2 separate regions of the Mus musculus genome follow, and region 1 is linked to region 2. The links are chromatin contacts, called in public Hi-C maps. All regions are on one chromosome and are shown on one strand. Each heading gives the region's core, a stretch centred on a gene start, on an enhancer-like site or on the middle of the called end of the contact. The rest is flanking DNA. Distances are from core to core; before and after follow the strand shown.

Region 1 (7,529 bases), core at 1,562-4,061, 370 kb after region 2:
GACTTGTGTGCACAGTGTGCTGTCAGTGATCCAGCCTGGCCACTCAGGAGGAGGACTTAGGCTATTAATAGTTAGTTTTAATTCAGTAAGTATGAAGTACCCACTGCGTGCAGGCACTGGAACAGCCTTGAGGGTACAAAGACAAGAGCAATGGTGTTCACTCTCGGTGAAGGAGACTACAGAAGAATGAAAGTGGTCTTTAAACTCTTGAATCTGTATAATAAGGTCTGTCTTGTGCGGCTGAGCGTGGTCCACTCAAGTCTTGATTTAGCAGCACAAGGTGGCTTGAAATGGGAGGGAAGATAAAAGAGCCTCTGGACTGAGAGCACAGAGCCTTTGATGTGGCCGCTCTGCTTTTAAGGGAAGAAACTCCAGGTCTTTGGGGAGGGTAATTAAATCAGTCTGCAGCTGTGCCTGCCCGCAGAGGATCCTGCAGCTGCTAACGGCAGCTGAAGGCTGGGTGGACTTTGGATATGTTTGTAGTGTTTTGATATAATCGTTGCACAGAGTTTCAGGGTAATTTGGATTTGTTTTTAAGACATATGCTTGGATGAAGAAAAGCAAGATGAAAAAGAAAAAGTTTTGGCCAGTCATGATAGTGCATGCCTATAATCTGAGCATCTGCAAAGCTGAGGCAGGAGGATTGCTGTGAGTTGGAGGCCCACCTAGGGTATATAGTGAGTTCCAGCCCAGCCCTGGTCCACAGTGTGAGACCCTTTCTCAAAAAGAAAAGGAGAGATGCCCAGCAAAATGGTTTAGTGGGGGAAAGGCTCTTGCGTCGCAGGCCTGACAACCTGAGTTCAGACCCTAGAGTGCACAGAAAGGTTCCCCAAAGAGGTCCTCTGATCTCCATAGAAGCATCGTGCTCCACACACATGCCATGGACACACAGTAATAGATGAAGAAATGGACAAACGAGAAATTTCTTTACAAAAGACATAAGAAAGAAGGGAGGGGTTTTGTGTATCACACAGACATTTCTGGAAGGACCCAAGATATAGTGTGCTGAGGGAGAGTGTCTGGAGTAGGTGGAGACACCCAGGCCTTGCATCTTTCCATTTGTACCTTTTGAGTTTTATTTCTCATCCACACATAATTGATAACTTATGGGCTAGAGTGTAGTTGAATGATAGAACAGTTGCCTAGCATGCAGAAGGCCTTGGGTCACATCTCCAGCACTAATAATAATAATAATAATAAAAACAAAGCCATTTCCCAAAAGAAGATTGAAAAGGTAAGTCAGGTATGGTACATATTATCTCAGCAGTTGGGAAATAGAGGCTGGAAGATCAGGAGTTTAAGGCCAGCCTTGTTTATGTTTTGAGTTCAAAGCCAGCTTGGGTTGCATGAGACCCAGTCTCAAAAATGTAGAGTAATATTATATATATATATGTATATATATATACACACTTAAAAATCAATCTTGCTGGCTCTGGTGGCCTGGTGCACACTGGTAGGATTTGTTGGAGGATGTGGAGGCAGGAGGATCCTGAGTTTGAGGAAAGCCAGACTGTAGTAGCTCATACCTTTAATCCCAGCACCTGGGAGGCAGAGGCAGGTGGATCTCTAAGTTTGAGGCCAGCCTGGTCTACAGAGTGAGTTCCAGGACAGCCAGGGCTACACAGAGAAGAAGTTTTGAAAAACAAACAAACAAACAAACAAACAAACAAAAAAGTTACTCATATATGACTATATGATTTTATTTCACTTCCAGCATAAATGAACATTTTCTCATGCTTGTCTGTCTGTCTGTTGGGATGGCATCTTGCTATGTACCTCAGGCTAGCCGGACCCAAGGTCATCCTCCCTTGGCATCAAGTAGCTGTAATTCTAGGCCTAGGCTACCATAGTGTGAAGAATACAGTCATGGAAGACAGTAAATTTGAGTGTTTGTGTGTTGAGCTGGAAACTCCCCAGAGCTGTGTTTGGAGCCATGGTCCCTAAGGATGAATGAAGATGGGTGCTTTCCAGGATTGGGTTTGGGACTTGGCAGTGCCAACAGCATCAGCTTTCTGCCAGGGTGGCTCAAAGGTCAGACATAGCAAGAGCAAGTTTAAAGCCCTAGGGAGTCTGTCCTAGTGAGAGGCCAGCAGGTGGCTTAGCAGGTAATTCATCTTCTGGTGTCAGATCCTGGAGAGAGCAACAACGGTGGAGCACTCCGGCAGTCAGAGCCTTCCCTGCAGTCCCTGGGGTCACTCTGTCATCCCACAGATAGGGAATGGAGGAGAGGATGGGTGGGTGGGCAGGTGGGCGGGTGAAAAGCTGTGTGATCCAGGTGTATTTATAGCGCACTCCTCTGTAGCAGGTGCCGAGCCCAGCATCTTGGAAGGAAGCAGCAGAGTGGGTTTGGCTCAGCTGCCAAGATCAGGCCTCTCAGTCTGGTGCAGTGACAATCCAGACACAAATCTCTTTTCATGGAACTGACGTTCTCGATGGAAAAGAGCTGAGCAAAGAGGCTACAGCAGATGGTGTGGGCTACCCAGGGTTTGACCCACCCCATGGGCAGCTGGTGTCACCTGGGGAAACATCTGAGCCTAGGAAGCACATGGACTGGCCTGAGACCTTTCCAAGTCAAGTTATAAAGTTACACACACACAGTGCTTATCTACGGGGTGGGGCCATTGAGAGTGATGGACGTGAGCAAGTGCCTGGTGACTGTCCTCACCACTCTTTGTGCTGCAGTCTCATCATTGTAGAGTGTCATCACCATTGCAACAGGCTCTGCCGAGGCTTTGAACAGTTTCCCCAGAGGAAGGGGAGGCAGTGTGAGCAGCAGAAGGAACCACCTCCAGGAGTTCGCTCTGGTCTCCCCACACACTAAGAAAGACAGGCAGGGAGCGCCATCTGCTGGGTGCAGAGGGCACTTCCTTACACAGAATTTTGCTTCTGCCTCATTTGGAAACCCAAAGAGGGGCAGGGTCTTTGCTTGAGAGAATTGGCTATGAAATCTAATGTATGGTCTGGTCCCTGGATAATTACCGAGTTCCTTCCTTAGAATCATGGTTCTCTTCACTCTAGACTATTGTCCCCCACAGGGACATTCCTGGTCTCACGCCTTTGTTCCCTCTCCAGCCTCTTCCATGTGCCCTCCCCACCATCCCATTGGAGGGCTCATGGGAGCTTGAAGCCAGCAGGGACTTAATGAACCCTTGAATGGTTGCTTTCCATCCATCTGGCGTCCCAAATGCTTCCCTCTGGGTCCCATTTCAATAGCCACACCTCCTCTTACCACCTGACTTAAGTCAGAAACCAAAACTCCCTGTCAGACAGAAGCTGCCCACATATTTGTTTTCCAGGTTGTGTCTAGGATCCAGCTAGGTGTCTGCTTGGTCCCTGTTGCGTTCTCACCTCTGACCTCCCCAGAAGCCTAACCTAACCCATCCACAGCTGTCTTCATGGTCTTACCTAAACCCCTCCAGGGTGTGTCTTCCCTGCCACTGTCCCTCATGTGTGTCCTTTCTGCTCTGCTCCACCCCATCTTCCTTCCTCAGAGCCTCAGTACCCGCCTGTTCCCTTCCTTAGGGCCTCCTTGTACCCCCATTCCTTCTTCCTGCCTTTTTTTTTCTTTTTATAATTTTTGCCTCTCTTCATTTTATAATTTTACTTGAGACATGGTCTCATTCTTTTATCCCAGAGCTCACTATTCAACTGTGTAGCTCAGACTGGCCTCGAGCTCACAACAGTCCTCCTGCCTGAGTCTCTTCAGTGCTGGAGCTTCAGGTGGAAGCTACCATGCCCAGATTCTTTCCGTACATCCTTGCCTATTGGCTGATGTGCTGCTTTCCATCTTGGGTCCTGGCCATCCCTCTAGCGCCCTTGAAGCCCTGAACACGCAGTCATGAGCTAAGTGACCCAGTGTGCAGTGAACTCTAAGCTCTGTGAGGTGGGAGCGATGCCGGCTTGCTGTGCTCCCATGTGGGGCAAGCTGCTCAGGAGCTGGACTTTGAATCAAGATGGAATGCATGGTCTTACATGTTTTCACATTTATCTTGCTGTATGTGTGTGTGTGTGTTTACACAAGGTACACAGTGCAGGTGTGAAGGTCATAAAAGAATGTGCAGGAGTTCATTCTGTCAGGCACATGGTGTCTGGGGCTTAGTGGCAAGCACCTTTACCCACTGAGCCATCTTCCTGACCCTCTTGCATGTCTTATCTCTCTGTCCTCCCTCCTTTCCGCTCTCCCTCCTCTCCTCCCTCCCCCCCCCCCTTTTTTTTTTGTTTCTTAATTTTAAAAATAAAACAGGGTCTCTCTATGCAGCCTTCGCTGTCCTATAACTGATTAGGTAGACCAGGCTAGCCTAGAGCCACAGAGCTCTGTCTCCCAAGTGCTAAGATTAAAGTCATGTACCACCATGCCTGACTTCATGTTCGTTCTGTAAGACGTGAGTAGAAGTTGTCTAACTGTGGCGTTACAAAGGACGTCAGTGTCTCACTTCTGCTCCTATCCCAACAGGCCTGAGGAGCGATGAGACAGGCATGATGGAAGTCGAGTCCTCCTACTCGGACTTCATCTCCTGCGACCGGACAGGCCGTCGGAATGCAGTCCCTGACATCCAGGGTGACTCGGAGGCCGTGAGTGTGCGGAAGCTCGCTGGAGACATGGGCGAGCTCGCACTTGAGGGAGCAGGTCAGAGCTAGTGCCCCCACATCCTGGTGGGCAGCTGGGGAGGTAGTTTGCCAGCTCTGGTGAGCCTCCAGACCCTACACCTTCCTCAGGGAAGCAGCTGCATCTAAATTGGGGCTGTTTGCGACTGTTGGCAGAGCCCAGCCAATGTCTAAGATAGAGAGTGCCAGTGTCCTGGTTCTAAGGGCTCTGATGAGTAGCTGGGGCCTTTCCCCTTTTCCCTGCCCCAACTCCAACAAATCCTGTTAGATCTCTGTAATGGATCCTAACTCCCAGTGCTCCATGCCTTAGCTTCTCCACATCTGCACAGCCACCATGTTTACCTGCTGTTCACTTGGACTTCATGCCCTTCCTGCACAGCAGACAGCAGGATTAGTTAGCCTGTCCTGTCCTGTCAGCCTTCTGCCCCAGACTCTATGGTAACATCTCAGAGCCAAGCTACTCTTCAGTGCTCCCCAGGAGTCATGCCCTGCTGGCTAGCCTGCCTGGCCTTGGGGTCCATCCACACCCTACCCACTTTCCCCCCACTCGCCCATCTCTGTCTGCTTCTCTATAAAGGGTCAGGGCCTCCTTGTGGGGCCTTCACTGCACTCACTGTTACCTCTGTCTACAACCACAGATGCTCCCAGAGGCCTCCTCAGCTAGTGTGCCCCAGGCCACATCACTCTCAGAGGCCTCTGCTCAGCTTAGGTCCACAGTTAGCCTTCCCTACCACTTCTCTGCTGCAGGCTCAGAGCCGTGCTTGCTGTATCACTTCCCATGGTGCACTGCAGCTTCCTCTGTGCTACTCCAGGAGCGGATCCTTGCTGGGCCAAAGCATTGTCTTTGCCTGTGCGGCCCCAGTCTAGAGTTCTCAGTCCTTATTGCCCAGAAATGACTTAGGAACACGGAACAGGGACAATGTTGGGGACAGGGACCCAGTTTCTCATGTAATAGATTTAACTGAGGTCAAGGGAAACTGGAGTCTTCTTAGGCTCGCCCAGCCAATGACCATCATTGGTATGACAGTCTCTATGCCTCGGGAGAATACCCTGCCCCTTACCTCCATAGCCTCACAAAGTTTCCCAGGCTGAGGCCCTTTGGCCTTCCTTGTGTTGGTCCCTGCTTTCTGTTCAAGTACGGAACCTGCACAATGCTCCCCACCCCCTCCGCAGCCCCAACTCTTATTCCCCACTTTTTCCTTTCTCTTTGCAGCTGGAACAAAGGCCTGCGGGCCCTGCTTCTGGCGGTTGCTTCTCATTGTGGTGCTTTTAGTGCTAAGGCCTTCCCAGACCACAGCTTGTCTCTGACAGAGGCGCCCCTTTCTCCCCATCTCCATGGCCCTATGAACTGAGCTGTTCCAGCACAGGCTGTCTCATGCCCTCTGTGACTAACAGTGTTTGGCACGTGACGGGTACCTACTCAACGGCTGCTCACTGTCCAACCGAATGAGCAGTGGACCCAGCTGGCACACCGGGCACAGTGCCAAGGGGCTCTTCAAGGCTCCTGTGCTCTGCTCAGCTCTCATCAGCTTTGTTTGCTGCCTGCCTTCATCCTTAGCCATCACTAGTCCCCTCATGTAGGCCTTTACAACACCGTTTGCCTTACTGAGAGTCTTTGTGTATTTGGGTCCTCCCAGTACATGATGCTTGCTAGCCACCATGACTGATGTCTGAAAGGGAGGCATAAGGACAGAATGTGCTTGATGCTGGGGACTGGAATGCCTTTGATAGAATCAAGGCAAGGTGGCCAGCTATGAGAAGCCATCACAGTAAAGTGTCCCCAGGCATTTCTGAGCCCAGCAGACTCTCATATGCTGAGGACAGAGCCTTAATCCTATCCCCCAGATTCTGACCCACAGGCCAAGGCCCCAGAGTTTTCTCTGCCACGCCTTTCAAGGGCTGATGCATAGACTGAGTAGAACAGGACTGTGGCCCCGTAGGGTATGGGCAGGCAGAAGTGTCCTAGCTACCTAGTCTCCCCAAGCCTGTGGCCTGCTGGATCTATCAGTGTCCTCCAGCATGTAGTGCACACATCTGTCTGTGCCTGCCATCTTCTCAGACAGGGAGCACACATTTGCTTTACTCTCTTAAGAGGAAGAGAAGCCAGAGGCCAGCCATGGAGATGAGGGTACACTGACCCTGGGCAGCAGTTTCTTTTCTCCCAAGGACTGATGGGATAGGACCTTCTCCCCAACTAAGGGAGGGTTGGGGCTGGTACAGAGGAAGTATGATTGCTAGAGAGGACTTAGGGTCACAGCCTACGTTCCATCAAGCCAGATTAAGACATCAGTTCTCAATAAGCCAATTAAAAGAGCCAAATTAGGAGCTGGTGGTTAAGTTCAGTGGTTAAGACCACTTCATAGCAGCTTACAACATCTGTAGCTCCAGTTTCAGGAGATACAGTACCATCTGACTTCCAGATGTGCCACAGATGCATGTGGTTCACAAACATACATGCAAGCAAAACACTCATGTACATAAAGAAAAAAATTAAAAAGCCAAATTAAAATGAAGAACAACAAAAGGCAATTTATTCAGCATGGCCACATTGGGAAGAGGGACAGAGAGGTCAGATGATCCCTCCAAGTTCATCTTTTGGGCTCTGCCATGAGGGTAGGTTTAAGTAGAGGCCAGCGTTGTGCACACCCAGGCTGTCCTCACAAGGTGTGGTCTGCCCATCACTGCTCCTTCATTGTCCAGGGCCCACTATCCTCAGTCACTGGCAAGTCACAGAACCCCTTCCTGGAGAAAAGTCCCCGTGGTTGGCTCAGGCTCAGGCTTTTCTTCTTCAGCAGGAGATCCTTGGGAATATATAATTTCTTGGGGGCCCAATGTTTCAATAGTCTGACAGCCAAGGTGAAGGACAGAGTCTCTTCAGGATATCTTCATCCCTGCCAGGTTGGTTACTATAAAGTGCCTTGCCT
Region 2 (7,403 bases), core at 142-2,641:
GTCATTCACTTACTACAATTTTGTGGTCTGTCTATTATGAAGCAGGCACGATTCTAGGCCCCCTCAAACACAACTGCCATTAGAACACCTCTGAATCCCTGTTAAAGTTACTGCAGGCTCAGCCAAATACAGTCCATGGTCAAATAAAGCCCCTGACTGGTTTTGTATGAGCCTGGCTAAAAATGGTTATTTTATTAAGTGGTTGGAGGAAAAAAAAAACCAAAGGAGTAATATTTTCTAGCACGTGAAAATGGTCTGGGATTCAAATTTCGGTGTCTGTATAAAGTTTTAGTGGCGTGCAGCCACACTCATTCATTTGTGTACTGTCTGGAGTTAGGCGGTTGCCATAGAGACCGTAGGATGAGCAGAGCCAGAAGTATTTCCCTTCTGGTCCGTTAGAGAAAAGTCTTCAGCCAGCCCTCTGTTCTATGAAGAATGAAATGTTTCTTTTTCTCCTGAGATCACTAGTGCTCATTTGGCTATCTGTTAAGCACTTTGTACTCAGTTTGTGCCATGGACTACTGGACGGGCACGAACATCGTGGGGTACAGTCACCTTCTAGGGATCCAGCCAGCTTGCCCACCAGGTGTCCCTGCCATACACCCTACACAAGAGCAGGAAACAAGTTGTTAAGATAGCCAGCTAGTGGCTGGGAGGAGGGCTTGCTTGGTAAAGTGCTTGGTGAAGCACTGTGCATGTGCAAGGACCTGAGTTTGAATTCCCAGCACCCACATTAAAAACTAGGCTCAGTGGCATATATCTACAATGTCAACCCTGGCGAGGCATAGATGGGTGAATCCACGGGGCTCCCTGGCTGGGTGGGCACCCTAGCCAAATTGGTAACTCCAGGTTCAGTGAGAGACCCTGCCTCTAAATAAATAACTGGAGTGAGTTTTCCCCTTCCACCTTTACACGGGTTCCGGGGACTGAATCCAGGTCTCCAGGCTTACAGTACAAACACCTTCACTTCCTGAGCCAGCTTGCCTGCTTTTCGCCGTCTTAAAGGTACTCTTTGAAGCACAAAAGCTTCAAGTTGTAATGAGGTTGAATTATTGAATGACCCTTTCCTTTTGTTATCTGGTCTTTTGGTGTCCTATCTAAGAATGCTTGCGCCTGGACCAAGTTCATGAAGATTTCCTTCTATGACCTCTTCTATTTGGGTTTGCAGTCTCATTTTCCTATTTAGATTTATGTGAGGATTGCTTCTAACAGGGCAGAAAACTAAGTGGACTCTGTCACCGTCTTCACAAGAGGGAAAACCGAGGAAGAGAGAAGTCAAGTCACTTACCCATTGGATTATTAAAGTGAGAGTTGAGCCTTACATGGCCCCTGCTCTGGAAAGATGAAGAGTCTGGGGGGAGAGATAAGACAAAGTGAAATGTCTCGAGAGTAGAATGAAGGGAAGATTGCTGGGAGGAGAGCGCCCCCTGGGCAGGTTACACGGCCATAGCTGGCATCTTATTATCTGTATTTTATAATGTGTAAACACAGATATAAGTTTATTTTCTAATAAAGATATAGCTTGTAAATATTATATATCATAAAATAATAGTATTGATTTGCTATAGGAAACTTTGGAAAGTAAACAGTTTTACAAAGGAAAAACTGCTGCTCATATTTTAGTGTTTGGAGGTGTTAGGAGCACAGACATAATAATACCAGGTGGCTTAAAATTCCTATGCCTTGATTTTTTTTCCATCTGTAAAATAGTGATATAAACAGCCCTGCAGTCATAGCATAAAGTTCCTGAATTATATAGCCAAGCAATATACAGAAACCACTTGGAATGGGTGGGCCCTGTTATGATAGTTAATCTCAGTTATCAACTTGGTGGGATCTAGACCCATACGGGAGACAAACCTCTGAGCACACTTGTAGGAAAATCTCTTGTTTAGATTCACTGAGGTGAGGAAACCTGCCCACTATAGGTGGCACTATTCCCTAGGCTTGGGGTCCAGATTACAGAAAAGGAGGAGGTGAGCTGTACACAAACATTCAGCATTCTCTGTCTCCTGACTACGGATGTGATATGATCTGTCACTTCAAGTTCCTGCTCCCTCAACTTCCCCTCCATGATGGCCTATACCCTCACACTGTGAGCCAAAATAAGCCCTTTCTCCCTTGAGTAGCATTTGTCAGAATATTTTATCACAGTAGCTGGGAGAGTAACTAAGACACCAGCCCAGAGCAGATCTCGTTTTTGCAATCTTTGAATGTGGACACATTCTATTTAAAGTGGACATCAGAGGTGGCATTGGGCGGTATGGGTTCAAGGTCTAAAAGCAATACCTGCCCCCAGTCCTATGCAGAGCTTCCCCACCATGGAAGCTTGTTCCAAATTCCCCCAGGATGGGGAGGGGGATGCACCTGCAGATGATTGTGTTTTATGTGGTGATGGTCTGCTTGCAGGAGAAGCCTCCTAAGCAGAATCTACTCCAGTGAGGGGGGTGGGGAGGTGAATGGAGATGCAGCCCTTCCAGCCTTAGATGCAAGAGTTGGCTCACCACATTCCAGCCCCTTGTCCTATTCAGGTGGCTGGAAAAGGAGGATATTGTCCCAGATACCCACCTCCTGATCACAGGAACCTGTGAGCATCCCCTTACATGGCAAACAGGCTTGGAGGATGTGAGATGGGGATTTGCAGGGTTAGGAAAGTCCTACATTTAATCGCAGGTACAATAAGAGGCATACTAGGAAGAACTGACATCATCGGAAAGAATTGATGTATGGAGACCAGAGATGTGCCCTAAGGCTACAGGAATGGCCATGGTCAGGGTAAGGACCATTTGAAGCTGGAAAGCGATGGCTGGGCTCTCCTCCCAGAGCACGAAGTAAGAACTAACCCTGCTACCTAACATTCAACGTTAGCCCAGTGGCATTCCCGAAAGACCTTTCAGCTCCAGAAATAAGAGAAAGAACCTTTGGTCGCAAGTTTGCTGCCATTCATTGTAGCAGCAATAGGAAGCTACAACTGCTAAGATCACATTCATCTCCGAGACACCCCAGTTCCCTGGAGAAGAGATGCTGGCGTAGAAGGCTCATGTCAAGCTTGCAGCTAGAAAGAGCTGAGGCTTCTCCAGTTGACAAAGCGTGCGTGGTTCTACCCCAGTCTCACAGTCTTTTGGATAACTGTCAGCCTTCAGTCACAATCCTGAACAGCCAGCAACTGAAAATGGCCTTAAGCCAATCTCTTCCTCTAGGGGCCCTGTGGGGTTCCCTACATTCCTGCAGCCTGTCTGAGGGGCCGCAGAATGTGTGGCTACCAGCAAGATCCCACCCCTGAAGTGGTTGGTCCGTGAGAGCCAGCAGTTATCGGTAAGACTGTGAGGCTGGGGTTGAGCCACACTTTGGCAGCTGAAGAAGCCACAGCAGGGCATCACAGGCCCGCAGGGCCACCAGAGCTGGCTGTGCAGAAGACAGCAGTCTTCAGGGCCACTCAGGAAGCTTCCCTCCCAAAACAGTTCATTCATGGGCTGAGGTATATATTCAGTTTATCCATGGGCTGCATATATACTTACCTAGCATGCACCAAGCCTCAGTTTCCAGCCCAGGTACCAAATGGGGAAAAAGTACACCTCCTTATTTTGTTTTTTCTTAAAGGCAGGGTCTCTCTATGAAGTCCTGTAATTTGTTATGTAGATCAGGCTGACCTTAACCTCAAAGAGATCCTGCTTGCCTCTGCCTCTTAAGTGCTAGGGTTAAAGACATGCGCTACCACCACACCTGGCCCATACTTCCAATTTTTAAATGGCATCTTATAAATGACTGGGAAAGTATCCATTGAAGGGGTAGCATTCAGAAGCCACCATGCTAACGAACCAATGGATGTATTAGTTTAGAAGTCCACTGTCCTGGTGGGTCCATCCCTGTACTGGTTTGCTAACAGGGCTGTGAACACAGACTTAACTGAGCCATCAAAGTTAAGATCGTGGACTTTATGATCATGTCTTGTGGATTTGAATCCCAGACACTGTCCCCCCGACACCCTTCCTAGCTGTGTGATCTGCACAAAGCATTTAACCTCTCTGTGCATTCATTACTCTTCTGAAAAAAAAAATGAGGGTAACGGGCAGATTTCTCAGGTGTCTCCTGAAGGCCACGCTCTGGTCTCATTTCTCCTCTTTGAATGTGTGCTAAGTCTAGTGACTTGCTCTAACAAACAAGATCTGCCCCAAGTGATAGACATAGCTTAGATGTAAGTTTATAAAACAGCATCACTTCTCTCTGGCTTGCAACCTGCACTAACAGGTGGGTAGGCTAGATAGCCAGCCTCCCCCCCCCCACCCCCAAACACACACCCCAACAGGAAAGGGGCAAGCCTGGAATTCCGTTGTGACTCCCACCAAAACAAGAAAAAGGAAGGGGTGGGCCATAGCTCAGAGGTTGAGTGCCTGCCTAGCATATGCAGCAAGCCACACAGAAGAGAATAGGAGAACCCCTCTGCCCGCCTCAGGCTTATGGGCCGACTTATTGTGGTGCTGGCGGGGCTGACCTCCCACTAACGGTAGCTGCTACTTTTTGCTGACAGGGTACTTTGTCTCCCCAAGGGTTGAACTTGCCACCCTGGGGTGTCTGGGACTGCTGGGATCGTCTGCCCCGGAGTTTGCTGACCTAGCTGTGACCATGCTCATCCTGCCCCACCCACCTGGTGAGAGTGAGTAGTCAGGCCATGGCAACCAGCAGACCCAAGTCAGCAGACATCTCCTGCCTAAATAAGGACAAGGCGCCCGGGATCGCTCTCCCTGAGCCCCAGGAATGTGACAGCTGAGCTCTCCCGGAGCAGCCCAGCCCCAGCCTCCAGCCCCTCCCCAGGTGGAGCTCAGCTGTGGCATTCCAACTTTCTCCAGAGCAGCCCCCAGTGGCACCAGCACCCACCTCAGCCCCACCCCAGGGTGAATGGAAACTGATAAAAACTTGGGGAGGAATTCCAGGCAGCTCCCACGTGCTCCTGGGGCCTGGCAGACATGTCCCCAGCTTCCCATCACCTCCACTGAGACCCTGCAGGGAGAGGCTCCAGAGGGATCCCTCTTGCACACAACCAGAAATCACACTTCTGGTTCCAAAGGCTGCCTGAGTGGCAAAACCAATGTAGGCCAGGCCAGGCACCAGGTTCCAGAAGAGATGTTCACCGTCACCGTCTCTCAGCCGAGCAACAGCTATAATGTTGAGTCCTTGTGTGGGGGGATGTTGGAAAGCCTACAGCCACTGTGGGCAGCACACTGTCAGGGGACCTATCCCAGATGTGCCTGCTGAGTGACAGATGACCTGGGTTTCCCCCTTATTTTTTTTATTACATTTATTTATGATTTGATAGGCGTGTGTGCACACGTGTGTGATCATGTGCATTATGCACGCATCCATTCATATGAATGCTCAAGTGTACTTGTCTAGAGGCAAGAGGTCAGCCCTGTTTACCATCCTTCTGCTGCTATCTACCTTTTTTGAGACAGGATCTCTCACTGGCCTGGAGTTTCCCAAAGTAGGCTAGGCTGGCTGGCCAGTGAGCCCCCGGGGATGTCTGTCACCTCTTTTCCCAAATTGGTATTACAGGTACAGTAACCAACCCTGTTGGTGGTGGTCTGGTTTTTTTTGTTTGTTTGATTGTTTTTTATCAGATTTATTGAGTTTTTATTTCATGAGTGCAAGCGTTTTGCCTGTATGTATACGTGTGTGTACCACATGTGTACCTGGTGCACAGAGGTCACAGAGGGCATCAGATCCCCTGGAACTGGAGTTACAGATGGTTATAAACCACCCTGTGTTTTCTGAGAATTGAACCTGGGTCCTCTGGAAGAGCAGTGAGTGCTCTTAACCACTGAGCCACCTCTCCAGCCCGTTGTTTTATTTCTTGACGTGGATCCTGAGGGTCCTCACCTTGAGTGGCAAACACTCTGCTGACTGGTCGTCTCCCCAGTCACAGCTCTACCGATTGCACTGTCTCATCAGCTCCCAGCCTACTTTTTCCAAGCTCTGTGACTTCAGTTAGGCTGCTTTACTTCCTGTGCTTTGGTTTCCCCTTTGTGAAACGGAAGAAACCCCAACATCTGACTACAAACAGCTGTGACTATACCCAGAGCCAACCAGGACTGCCCCAAGCTTAGGGACTATACCACACCAGGAAGCCCACTAAGGTGAGAGATGACCCCATCTCTCTCACAGCTATAACCCCCCATCACTGAATATCATGTCCAGCACACAGTAGGTGCACAGCTGTAGCAACGAACTTTATACCCAACGCATAATAGGTGCAGGTGCATACAAGTTGAGGTTTTGCTCTTGGTGTAATGGATTTGACTCAGGTTTCCCAGGAAGAACAACTAACCCACACAATGAAGGCATTTAAAACCAAAAAAAGTAAGGAATTTGATACAGTAACTCAGAGACTTTGCTGAGCCTTTTAAGAGGTTACAGGTCTGGGCCTGGAGTGGTAAAAAGAAGGAACATGAGGTGTCCTACCAGGAAAAACAGAGAAACAACAGGTCCCATGCCTGGTGACCAACCAACCACGTGAGGAAGGATGTGGAGGCCTGAGATGCTATCAGGAAGCAGTGTGGCGTCGGGTAGAGCTAAGGAACAAGTCAGGTGGGAGCGAGCACTCAGGGGAAGATGGGAGGTGGGAGGGACAGTCGAGGCAAGACCTGAGAGGTGGACTGGAGGGGCCATGCTGGGTACATGGGGGATGATGGCTGAGCACAGAGGTTCAAGGCTAGGCACCAAAGTGAGTCGCTGGTCTACCCAGTCACTTAATCTCTGATTCTACTTCCTACAGAAGGAAGCTGGATTACCCCCGAAACCCAGTAAGACAAAATCTACACGGCTTTGTTCAGTGGCTGGGGCCATAACTCACTCAGTTAAGGTTGCCTCGGAGGCACAAGTCCTGAGCTAAATCCCCAGCACCCATGTAAAAACACCAGGCATGCATGGTAGCCCAAGTTCACCAAGCGACTGGGGCAGGTGAGCAGCTCACCAACCTGTCTCCACCTCTTCCTGGGCTCACAGCTAGACTTTCTCCCAGGGTCCCTTTCAGGCCACGTGACTATCTCTGACCAATAGAATGTAAGATAATCTAATTTCGTGCTTCCCAGCCTAGCCAATAGCATCCTTCCATGGGTATCCTGGGCTCTGTTTTCTCCCTTTACCAGCTAAAGAGAATGTGGCCTTAGAAGCCATATGCTAAAAATAGCAGAGCCACAAGGTAGATGGATTCTAGCCCCTGAATTCTCACGAACATGAGCAAGAAGTAAATAGAAAGAATCCTTTATCTGTACAAGCAAGGGGACGGAAAGGATGAAGTTGGAGTGGCCCTGCCCCTCCCTTCCACTCTTCTTCTAGTGCTCTGGCAGACCTCGGCCATGAGATGAACTGCCCAAAAGACAGGGTGAAAGGACAGCTGCTGTCTTCAG

What was found. A called contact is a pair of places that touch in the nucleus more often than the background predicts.
Region 1: a Hi-C map of the P5424 cell line shows a contact between it and region 2, with 2.4 times the contacts expected there. The contact joins two enhancer-like sites. A contact is called at or near these places in 4 of 484 Hi-C or Micro-C datasets (the G1E-ER4 cell line, the P5424 cell line and embryonic stem cells).

Annotation. Positions count from the first base shown.
Region 1 is chr2:163,716,675-163,724,203 of GRCm38.p6, forward strand. Pkig (protein kinase inhibitor, gamma) reads left to right here. Exons shown (of 4, transcript NM_001039391.2): 3 at 4,454-4,627. The coding sequence starts at 4,477. Among named protein-coding and RNA genes, the nearest start is that of Gm16316, 28 kb to the left of the region's middle. Within about 2 kb of position 2,812, at least 88 of the 459 cell types and tissues checked have an H3K27ac peak or open chromatin away from gene starts, as enhancers often do. A contact at or near this core is called in the P5424 cell line, where this site is marked.
Region 2 is chr2:163,349,245-163,356,647 of GRCm38.p6, forward strand. The region is part of intron 2 of Jph2 (junctophilin 2); the gene reads right to left. It overlaps Gm35750 (a long non-coding RNA gene), which reads left to right and starts at 7,090. Exons shown (of 2, transcript XR_375198.3): 1 at 7,090-7,403. Within about 2 kb of position 1,392, at least 43 of the 459 cell types and tissues checked have an H3K27ac peak or open chromatin away from gene starts, as enhancers often do. A contact at or near this core is called in the P5424 cell line, where this site is marked.